Regions from separate parts of the Mus musculus genome. Here region 1 is linked to region 2. Evidence: chromatin contacts called from public capture Hi-C data. All regions are on one chromosome and are shown on one strand. Each heading gives the region's core, a stretch centred on a gene start, on an enhancer-like site or on the middle of the called end of the contact. The rest is flanking DNA. Distances are from core to core; before and after follow the strand shown.

The links. Capture Hi-C pulls out chosen DNA fragments and counts their contacts.
Region 1: a capture Hi-C map of embryonic stem cells shows a contact between it and region 2, with 2.5 times the contacts expected there. The contact joins two enhancer-like sites. A contact is called at or near these places in 1 of 39 promoter capture datasets (pre-B cells), 1 of 15 datasets of contacts at CTCF or cohesin (large pre-B cells) and 4 of 9 other capture datasets (adipose tissue, embryonic stem cells, liver and 1 more).

Annotation. Positions count from the first base shown.
Region 1 is chr5:122,437,907-122,443,116 of GRCm38.p6, forward strand. Anapc7 (anaphase promoting complex subunit 7) reads left to right here. Exons shown (of 11, transcript NM_019805.4): 7 at 223-340; 8 at 1,413-1,609; 9 at 2,180-2,404; 10 at 3,384-3,534. Among named protein-coding and RNA genes, the nearest start is that of Anapc7, 18 kb to the left of the region's middle. Within about 2 kb of position 2,350, at least 22 of the 459 cell types and tissues checked have an H3K27ac peak or open chromatin away from gene starts, as enhancers often do. A contact at or near this core is called in embryonic stem cells, where this site is marked.
Region 2 is chr5:122,110,689-122,115,832 of GRCm38.p6, forward strand. It overlaps Ccdc63 (coiled-coil domain containing 63), which reads right to left. Exons shown (of 12, transcript NM_001384199.1): 9 at 2,446-2,520; 10 at 172-364. It also overlaps a transcript of Myl2 not described here. Among named protein-coding and RNA genes, the nearest start is that of Myl2, 12 kb to the left of the region's middle. Within about 2 kb of position 1,348, at least 19 of the 459 cell types and tissues checked have an H3K27ac peak or open chromatin away from gene starts, as enhancers often do. A contact at or near this core is called in embryonic stem cells, where this site is marked.

The DNA of each region.
Region 1 (5,210 bases), core at 1,100-3,599, 330 kb after region 2:
GAGTTCATGCCCTCAGAGGTCGGAAGAGGAGGTCACTTGGCCTGGAACTAGAGATACACGTGGTTGTGAGCCACCACTGCGTGGGTGCTGGGAACTGAACCCAGGCCTCTGCCAGAAGAAGAATTCTTACCTCTGAACCATTTTCTCTGGCTCTTCTTTGCCTTTTCTGAGGCCTGTTTCCTGCTTTGCTAGAAAAGCCTCTTACCGTGTCCTTTCTTTCAGGGATGGATGTTTACGGCTACCTCCTGGCACGAGAAGGGCGGCTGGAGGATGTGGAGAACCTTGGCTGCCGCCTCTTCAACATTTCTGATCAGCATGCAGAGCCCTGGGTGGTCTCCGGGTATGGGGTTCACTCTCCTTTCTCCCCATTTTTAATAGGGGTTTTGAAAAGAGATTCTTTAAAGAGAATATCAGTTAATTTTTGGTTAGCTTATGTTTGTTTTGTTTTGCTTCTTTACTGATCTCTGGCTTGTAGCTGTAAGCATAATTTGTAATTGTGATCATGTATACAGACTTTTTTGTTGTTGTTTTGTTTTTTTTTCTAGACAGGGTTTCTCTGTGTAGCCCTGGCTGTCCTGGAACTCACTCTGTAGACCAGGCTGGCCTTGAACTCAGAGATCCACCTGCCTCTGCCTCCCAAGTGCTGGGATTAAAGGTGTGCGCATCACTGCCCGGCTGTATAAAAACTCTTAATTGATAGCCACAGCTGGAGCCTGGGTCCTTTGAAGAGAGACTGCTGTGGGTTTTCACAAGATGATCAGTGGATTCCTGATAAGGAGACTTGGTGAACACAAGTCTCTTTCCAGAGGTTGGGGGTTAGGTAACTGTAGGTCTTAGAGGTGGCATCAAAGGAGGCCTTGGCAAAGTTGCCCAGGGTGGCAGTGCAGCCTCTGGCTGAAGTGTAGCAGTCATCTATACCGGCCAACATCAGTAACTTCTTGGGCACAGGAGCAGAGACAATGCCAGTGCCTCTGGGGGCAGGGATGAGGCGCACCAGCACAGAGCCACAGTACCTGACACACATATTTGGAAGTCATAGAACAATTAGCAAGAGCAGTGTAGGTCTTAGGAAGTACTAGGCTTGCCTGCAAGCACCTTGGACAGCTTTTTTGTTTGTTTTTTAAAGATTTATTATACATAAGTACACTGTAGCTGTCTTCAGACACTCCAGAAGAGGGAGTCAGATCTCGTTCCAATGGTTATGATGGTTATGTGGTTGCTGGGAATTGAACTCAGGACCTTCGAAGAGCAGTCGGTGCTCTTACCTGTTGCGCCATCTCACCAGCCCTAGTTTGTTTTTAAAGACAGTTTGTCGGCTTCCCAAGTGCTAGGATTCAGAAATTCTCTATAGTCTGGTGTTAAGCCTTCTTCAGAGGCTTCTCTCAGAGAACTTGTGGTTTTTTTTTCCCCAGATGCCACAGCTTCTATAGCAAGCGCTACTCTCGGGCCCTGTACTTAGGTGCCAAGGCCATCCAGCTGAACAGCAACAGCGTCCAGGCTCTGTTACTCAAGGGGGCGGCGCTTAGGAACATGGGGAGGGTCCAGGAAGCCATCATACACTTTCGGGAGGCCATCAGGCTTGCGCCTTGTCGCTTGGACTGTTACGAAGGTAAGCCGGGGACCTGCCGATGCGGTGTCGGCCTGACAGCTGCGCCCAGATGGCAGTGGTGTTGGTCAGAGTTTGCTGGTGCTGTGCTGTGTTAGAGGCAGGGCAGCTGGGGAAAGCAGCAGCTGTGACACGGAACTCTGAGTTTCTCCAGCCTGGGCAGCTGAGCTGCTTTTTAAAACAGTTTTTATTGTTAATATTTCTTTTGAGGCTGGATGTCACTGCAGCCCAGCAGAGCTGTGCCAGGTTTAGCGACATTTGGTGACTGAGTCACTGACACTAAAATAGCTCTTCCAAGATCCTGTCCCTCTAGACCTCGTCGTAGGAATTAACAATAAGCTCAGCAGTCTGCCTCGTAACAGGAAGATGAGGTCAAAGTTGAAGAGAAAAATTTGAAGTCAAGAAAAAGAAAAATCTGCTTTTATAGCTAGAGGGCCTTGCTGGGTCATTCTTCACAGCTCCTTAGAACACTAGAGTGAAGGAAGGCGCTGCGGGAGTGGGCGCAGCCTGGGGCAGAGCTCAGGAGGGGCTGGTGAGCCATCCTGCCTGGCATCTCTGCTCTCTGTGTTTCAGGTCTCATAGAGTGTTACTTAGCTTCTAACAGCATCCGAGAAGCAATGGTGATGGCCAACAATGTTTACAAAACTCTGGGTGCAAACGCTCAGACGCTTACGCTGTTAGCCACCGTGTGTCTGGAAGATCCAGTGACCCAGGAGAAAGCCAAAACTCTGTTAGATAAAGCCCTGGCGCAGAGGCCGGACTACGTCAAGGCCGTGGTGAAGAAAGCAGAGCTGCTCAGTGAGTACTACACTTGCATGTTCTGTTGTCCTTCCCCCGCAGCATCCTCCTCTCCCTGAGGCTTACAGATGACCGAGCAGCTCTGAGCCTGCTAAAGTGCTTTACACAGCCAGATGTGGCTTAGACCTGCTTGGGTTGGTTTAAACCAGCTAACACCACTTGGTAGTTGTTGTGTTCATCTCACTTTATTTTTGAACTAGTTTAGTCTGGTCCAGAAGCCTTCGGTCAGTTGACTAGTTCTGAGCCATGGGAATTCTCTGAGTTTTGTTCTTCTTGCTTCTGGCACATTCCTAAGTTTATATGATGCTATGAAGAGGGTATTCTGGCTCGGGATTCTACTGCAGGGCCACTGGCCTTCTTGCTAGCATCCGGAGTCCAGAGGCAGCATGGGCTATCACAGGAGGTGGGGGCGTTTGTTCTGACCCACGGTAATCTCTGTGCTTTCACTGGTTTGGGAATAAAATTGAATTCTTTTTTTTTCTTTTCTATTTTTGTTACGTTTAAGAGTATATATATGCTGGGCAATGGTGGTGCACGCATTCAATCCCAGCCTTTGGGAGGCAGGTAGATCTGTGAATTTGAGGCCAACCTTGTCTACAGAGTGAGTTCCCGGTCAGCCTGTCTGCAAAAGAAAAAATTTTTTTGAAGTTTCAGGGAACAGGTTTAGTGGTTTGGGTAACGATGCCACTAAGACTGACGAGGTCAGTCCTGAGACCTACACGGTAAGACAGGCAGCTCCCACAGATTGCCCTCTGACCATCACCACGTGCTGTGTGTGGCATGCTTGCCCCTCCATATAAGTTAATGTAACACATGGTTTTTAAAGATGCAGTACTCATGCCAATTTCCCAGTGAAATAGAGACCGCATGCACAGGCCCCTTGTAAGCCCTGTAGCGCCTTTGAGGGTATCTCTGAGAAAGTTGTCATGTCACAGTGGGTGTGACTGCACTACTGAGCGTGAAGATTGTCTTTCTCCAGGCAGGGAACAGAAATATGAAGATGGAATTGCTCTGCTGAGAAATGCGCTGGCCAACCAGAGTGACTGTGTCCTGCATCGGATCCTGGGGGACTTCCTAGTAGCTGTGAACGAGTACCAGGAAGCGATGGACCAGTACAGTATAGCACTGAGGTAGGTGCTCGGCCTCCACGGGAGGGAAAGAGAGGAGGCAGGGCCTGTGTGGCAGGTCTGCAAACACGCGTGCCCACAGTTGAAGGCAGGATGAGAATAGTAACGAGAGAAGGTGTTTGTGAATTCATGACTCCTGACATATTTTCCTAAAGCACATTAGCGGAGTTATCCTTCTTCCCCAGCCCACATCCGAGCAGCACCCAGGCTGACTGTACAGCTCTCCTGTGCTTGCCCACACCCCATGGCTTCAGAGGGTTACGTCTAGTGGAGATTTTACAGTCTGCTTTTTAAAATCTATTGCTAAGTATGTTCCTGTGTTTCTGTCTACTATAGTAATTAAAAACTTAAATTCTGAAGTTTGAATACAGCTTTTACCTGTCATCTTGGTCAAAATACTAACCAGTTTCCTTGTCTATACCTTCTTCATTGGACATTAATTAGGGGTATCAAAATTCAGAATGTGCCGGGCAGTGGTGGTGCACGCCTTTAATCCCAGCACTTGAGAGGCAGAGGCAGAGGCAGGCAGGTTTCTGAGTTCGAGGCCAGCCTGGTCTACAGAGTGAGTTCCAGGACAGCCAGGGCTACACAGAGATTTCTGTCTCGAAAAACCAAAAACCAAAAAGATTGAGAAGGTAATAGTGCTTGCCACATAACCCTGGAGACCCAAGTGGATCCCCAGAGCCCCTGTGAAGGTTGCAGGAGAGAACTGACTCCACGGTTTCCCTCTGACCTCGCATGCATGCCATGACTTACACATTACACAGACAAACGTACGTGTGTGCGTGCACATGCGCTAATAGCAATACAGTTAAGTTTTAATGTTAATTTTTAAAGAATTGTTTATTTTTTCATATATGAATATACTGTAGCTATCTTCAGACACCCCAGAAGAGGGCGTCAGATCCCATTACAGATGGTTGTGAGCCACCATGTGGTTGCTGGGAATTGAACTCAGGACCTCTGGGAGAGCAGTCAGCACTCTTAACTGCTGAGCCATGTCTCCAGCCCAATAAATTTAATTTTTAAGATAAATAAATGGTTGGACGAGGATCCAGCGTATTCAGTAGGAAGCTTTTGGTGCTGGACCTGGTATGCAGTAGGTAATAAGTAGAGGGATTGGTGTGGCTTAGTTAGAAGTGATTCTCTGAGACTTGCGAGTGTGTCTTAGGCAAGGAGTTGTCCTCATCAGGTGTCGCGTGCGTCCGTTCTCTTGTCCAGGAGATAGCTGAGGCAGTGCTTTTGAGCACTCAGTACTCAGAACCTCCAAGCAGTCTGCAGGGCCGGGCTACAGGGTGGAAGCCTCTGTGTAGGCAGAGTTTTGTGGAAGGTTTGGGTAAAGAAGAGATGTCACAGACTCCACTGTGTCTGTGCATAGGACAGGATGCAGCATGGCCTGGCACGAGAAACCAGGCAGCAAGTTTCCTGAGGGACGCTTGCTGACCCGACTGCCTGGGCAGAGGGAGAGGCTGTGATCCTGAAGTTGCTTCAGTGGCGCGGAGCTCCTGCCCGGCGTGGGCGAGGCCTGAGCATTCCTTTCCAGGACCTTGTTTTCCCTTTTAAAGATTTCTTAGGAGCCAAATCAGTGAGGATTCTGGGACGCTGGGCTTTGTGGGGTTGCTACTAATGAGGATGCTTTGGTCCTGGCTCTGTCCTCAGGACTTAGAATCTGTCCTGTG
Region 2 (5,144 bases), core at 98-2,597:
GCACAGAGAGGGTCGGGAATGTGGCCAACGTCACACAGCTAGTAAGTGAAGGCTCAGAATTCAAACCAAGGCAGGCCGCACCATGGCTGTGCTCACTACCAACCAAGAAAGCGTTCTTGTGCCTGGTCACAGACCGTGCAGGCAAGAGTGCCTAAGAGGTACTAGGCTCACCAAAATACTGCTGCAGATTGATGTCCGTGACCTTCCCGGACTCGCCCAGCTTGCCCAGGATCTCAGTGGCATCGCAGTTGATCTTCTTAAACATCTTCTCCACCGAGTTCTTGAGATACTCCAGGGTCTTGCTCATCTCCTTGTATTTGGTCTCATAAATGTCCGCTTCCTGCGTGGTCTTTCTCAGTTTCTCCTGGGGGACAGACAGACACCAGGCCCAGCCTGAGGCTGAGGGACTTTTTGTGCAAGTGACGGGGGGGCGGGGGCAGGCGGTGTGCCATCCAAGGAATGAGCTTCCTGACAGCATCAAACAAATTTAAGAAAAAAACAGACAGCTAAGGATGGGGGTTCCTTGCGTGGAGTGCTTGCGCAAACCAGGAGTGGTATGCATGCCTGTAAATCTTGCACTCTGGGGATGGGGGCAAGGAGGGACGCGAGCCCAGGGTCATCCTTGTCTATGTAGTGAGTTTGGGACCAGCCTGGGGTACATGAGACCCTGTATCAAAACTAAGTGATTCCTCAGAGTGCCGAACCCGGACTCCTGGAGAGAGAGGAGATGGTGAAGAGCCAGGGGTGGAGAGGGTTCTAAGCAGGAAGTTGGGGACAGCCCTTAGCAGGGTGGGACGTATCTGAGAACCCATAGCTCCTTGGATGAAGTCTCCTCCTTGGGGTATTTGTATTTCGGAGGGGGATACGTGGGCATGCGCACGCGCATGCGCGCAGACACAATGCTATCCTAGCTAGCACCACAGTCCAGTGAAGGCATAAAACAATAAAGACAGAGCCAGGCAGAGGAGACCCTGATGAACACTGTTGATCCCAAACCCAGGGAAGAGTCGGGAGTTCTAGGTGGCCCCCAAGTAGAGCCTGTGGATCTAGGCTGGAGACCACCTGCGGAGACCAGCCTGAATCACAACGGCTTCCCTTCCCGACACCCCTTGGCTCTGAGTTTCCTAGGCTCTTCCTGGGCTTTGCTGTCCCTCCGCGGTAGAGCCACGAATAGCACCACCAGCCTGGTCAGGGTGAAGGACGAAAATGAGCCCCAAGGAACAAATAAAAATCGCTCAGGGGAAGGAGCTATGATTCTGAACAGGAAAAGCCCAGGCTACCCTTTAACTCCAGATCCTGCTGCCTCAGCCTCCTAAGTATGCGAATCAAAGATGTGTGCACCACACCCAGCCAGTCAGGGGCGGGATTCACATCTTGCTGAGCATTGGCTGTTCATTGCCCAGATACTGTCACCGGAGAACCTGTTTGCCCTGGGATGGCAGTGTGACGAGCACACAAACCCCATAAAGAGTCATTATTCAAGTGTCCTGAGAAGCAACTGGGGCTTCCTGCCTCAGCCAGTGTGGCCTTCTCCACACTCTCCAACCTTCTTCCTGGGAGCCGTGGTACCACCAGGCATCCTTGGGATGGAAACCACACACCAAGAAGAGCCTGGGTGGTAGATGACATCACAAAGACACTCCCTCCCCCAATCCTGAAAGTGCCAATTTTCAGCTTATTTAACAAAAAATAAGCTTCTAGCTTGCTCGGGCTCCCAGGGTGTCTGGGGGGCGGGGGAGGCAGGAAGAAACCTTCAAACCCAATACTGGGGAGCCAAAGGAAGGAGGATTGCTGTGAGTTTGAGGCCAGCCTGGGCTACATAGTGAATTCTAGACACCAAGGCTGCATAGTGAGACCATGTCCAAAAAAAAAAAAAAAACCCACAACTCGGCTCCCTAGAGTTGATTGTACTGTTTGCCTCTGCCAGCCTCTGTTTGCTCCCTGAAAAAAAAAATGGAAAGAGTATAACACCTTCTCCTGAAGGTGGTGAAGGGAGATGGGGCCAGAGGAGTGGACATAGCCTGGCATCTACTGACTAGTGCCTAGCCCAGGACGCATTTGCATGCAGGATGTAGGCTTGGTTCAGTGGTGCAGTACAGAACTAACATACTGGAGGCCCTGGGTTTGATTCCCAGCATAGACAGAAAGGGAGAGGGGAGGAGAAAGAATAGAAGACAGACTGTTGGTTTGTGGTCGTTAGTGAAAAACAGTGGAACTGAGCCAAGGGGGAGACAAAAGGAGAAACTGAGGCAGAGATGCATCAGAATGGAAGTGCAGTCCCAGGCTTAGGTTGGACCTCCGAGCACCTGTACAATAAACAGAGCTTACAGACAAGGGTTCTGTGGTTGTGTCTGAACAGGCCATCTGACAGATGACGGACACATGCAGGATGCTCCTTGTCCCTGTCTCTTCCCCTCCCCCTCCCCCCTCCCCTTCTCAGCTCACCTCCATCTGTTTCAGGATGCTCCGGGTGCCCTCATGGGAGGTCTGCTGCTGTGACCGCAAGTTGATGATGTCATCCTGCTCAGACAGACGAGAACCAGTAGGAGAAGATGGGAGTTGCCCTCATCCACTGTATCCAACCCTACTCCATGTGGGGTAACCCATCAAGGAGTCGCCCCTGTCCCCACCTTCTCCTCAGGCATTCTATTCTTCATCCTCTGAGAATCATCTAGAACTATCTAGTGCAGTAGCTCTCAACCTTCCTAATGCCTCGACCCTTTAATATAGTTCCTTCATGTTGTGGTGACTCCCCAAACATAAAATTATTTCTGTCGCTACTTCATAACTGTAACTTTGCTACTGTTTTGAATTGTAATGTAAACATCTGTGTGTTCCAATGGTCTCAGGCGACCCCTGTGAAAGAAACATTCAACCCCCAACGGGGTCATGATCCACACGGGCTCAGAACCACCTAGAAAGAGAAGTCAGCATCATCTCTCACATCCTGTGTGCACTAACCGCGCCATGTCATGGCCACGCCTAGGTACTGAGAACTTGCAACATGGCACCAGAGACAGGGCAGCTGAAGTTTCTCTTGTATTACAGGGTAAAGAATATATTTGGACAACTAGTGGCTACTGCACTAGACCTGGCAGCTCAGTCTAGGGTCCCTCAAACTCTCCCAAGAATCTGAGTCACCCCTTCAGATGACCAGGCTCACTCCAAGTTCCAGGACTGGAGCGAGGCTAGTTCCCAGTACAGCTTGTCCAAGCTCCTTCACATAGCCCCTCCCACCCTCGGGTGCCATTTCAGGTGGAAATAATGGAAGATTTCAGCACAGGTGGCCACTCCAGTGAGGGGACAACCTTGCTAAGAGGTGACAGGTCAGCCACTGATAGTGAATTCACTAGTGGGGGATGATGGCTCACACACAGATGGCTAACTGCTGGTTAGGACCTGGACATCTGCAGTTTGGGGTGGAGAATTTCCCCAACAGACACTTGGGCTCCAACCTCTAAATTACAGTGCACTAAAGCAAACAAAACAAGAAGCCTGGGGTTCCTGTGCTATTCCCAACATCATGGTACAGATGGGGAAACTGAGGCCCACAGAGGGCAAGTCCACCTTATACCAAGCCCTCAAGGGTCAAGTGTGGATATTTCCACTCCAGTCATAGGTCACTCAGGGCTCCTCATCCATGTGCATCTGCATCCCACAGGGACTAGGGATATGCTCTGTCCTGGAGCAGCCTGGACCACAAAAATCATTCCTGCCATTCCACAGACAACCACTAGGGGGCAGTGGCGACACACTCACGACCCACTGTGGCCTACACAAATGTACCCCAGAGAAACAAAAGTTTGGGGATTGGTGTAGAACACTTTGATCTTTACTGGGCATGGTGGCACACACCTTTAATCCCTCCACTCAGGAGGCAGAGGCAGGCGGATTTCTGAGTTCGAGGCCAGCCTGGTCTACAAAGTGAGCTCCAGGACAGCCAGGGCTATACAGAGAAACCCTGTCTCGAAAAACCAAAAAAAAAAAAAAAAAAGAACACTTTGATCTTTATATGTTGACCATTACAGATCTTAATATATCAGAGAACACGGGCCTGTGACCCCCGTTCCTAGGTAGAGATGAAACTGGGTGTACCAGAGGGGGGAAAATAACCAAAAAACTTAAAAACCTGAATCCTAGTTTGAGCAGAGAAGTTTTCTAATGACTCATGCCTGAAATTTCAGCATCCCCCAAGCTGAGACAGGAGGATTGCTGCGAGTTGCAGACCAGCGCGGGCTACTGAGCAAGGCCTAGTCTCAAAAAAAAAAAAAAAAAAAAAAAAATGCATCAAAGCAAGAAAGCAGCCAAGTCTCTAGGATAACTGTCCTGGCAGGAGTGACGTCAGGCCGAAGAGTCGCTAAGTCCCTCCCCGTGGCTCGCAGACCATTGAGACAATGGGCCTCAGGAAAAGGCTGAAGCCTGGTGCTAGAGGGAGACTTGTCTCCTGAGGGGCTGGCTCTGTGGGTGAGGGGCTTGCTGCGCAAGTGTGAGGCCCTGAGTTCGAATCCGGACAACCTATACAAAGTCCGCTGTGGCGGTGCACATCAGTAACCGCGGCTCTCCTGTGGCGAGACCTGGCTGGATAGGACAGAACTCCCAGAATGGCAGGAGAGTTAAGGAAAAGGTCCAATGTACTCTGTCCTCCATACCCACACAAGAAGAAACAGGGTCATGATGTCATCGGAGGAGGAGAGGGCAGGGCTCAGTCAGAGGGAATCCTTGGAGGAGGGGCGTGGCACGGCTAGGCATGGCATCTGCTGGTGCGCTGGGTGTTCTTCCTGGTTCTGAGCCATAGAGACAGCAGTCAGCCTGTCTGGACTGGCATGCGGCATCGCGTGGTTTGGACTCTGTGAAGTGTTCCAGAAGCTGTTCATGTGAAGAGGCCCAGGAGCCAGGTAGGTGTGAGAAATTACAGATTCAGTGAAGGTAGCCAAGTGTCGCTCCTTCAGGACTGGCCAGAGCCTTTACTAGGCTGATGGGCACCAGGCCTGTCCAGGATTAAGCATTGACCATTTACGTCCCTTCCACTCTGAAGCCTTTGGTCAACAAAGGTGCTGGGACCTGAGTTTCATTCCCAGAACCCACCTGAAAAAAATACCTGGCCGTGATGGCATACATTTGTGTTTATATATGTATATATAATA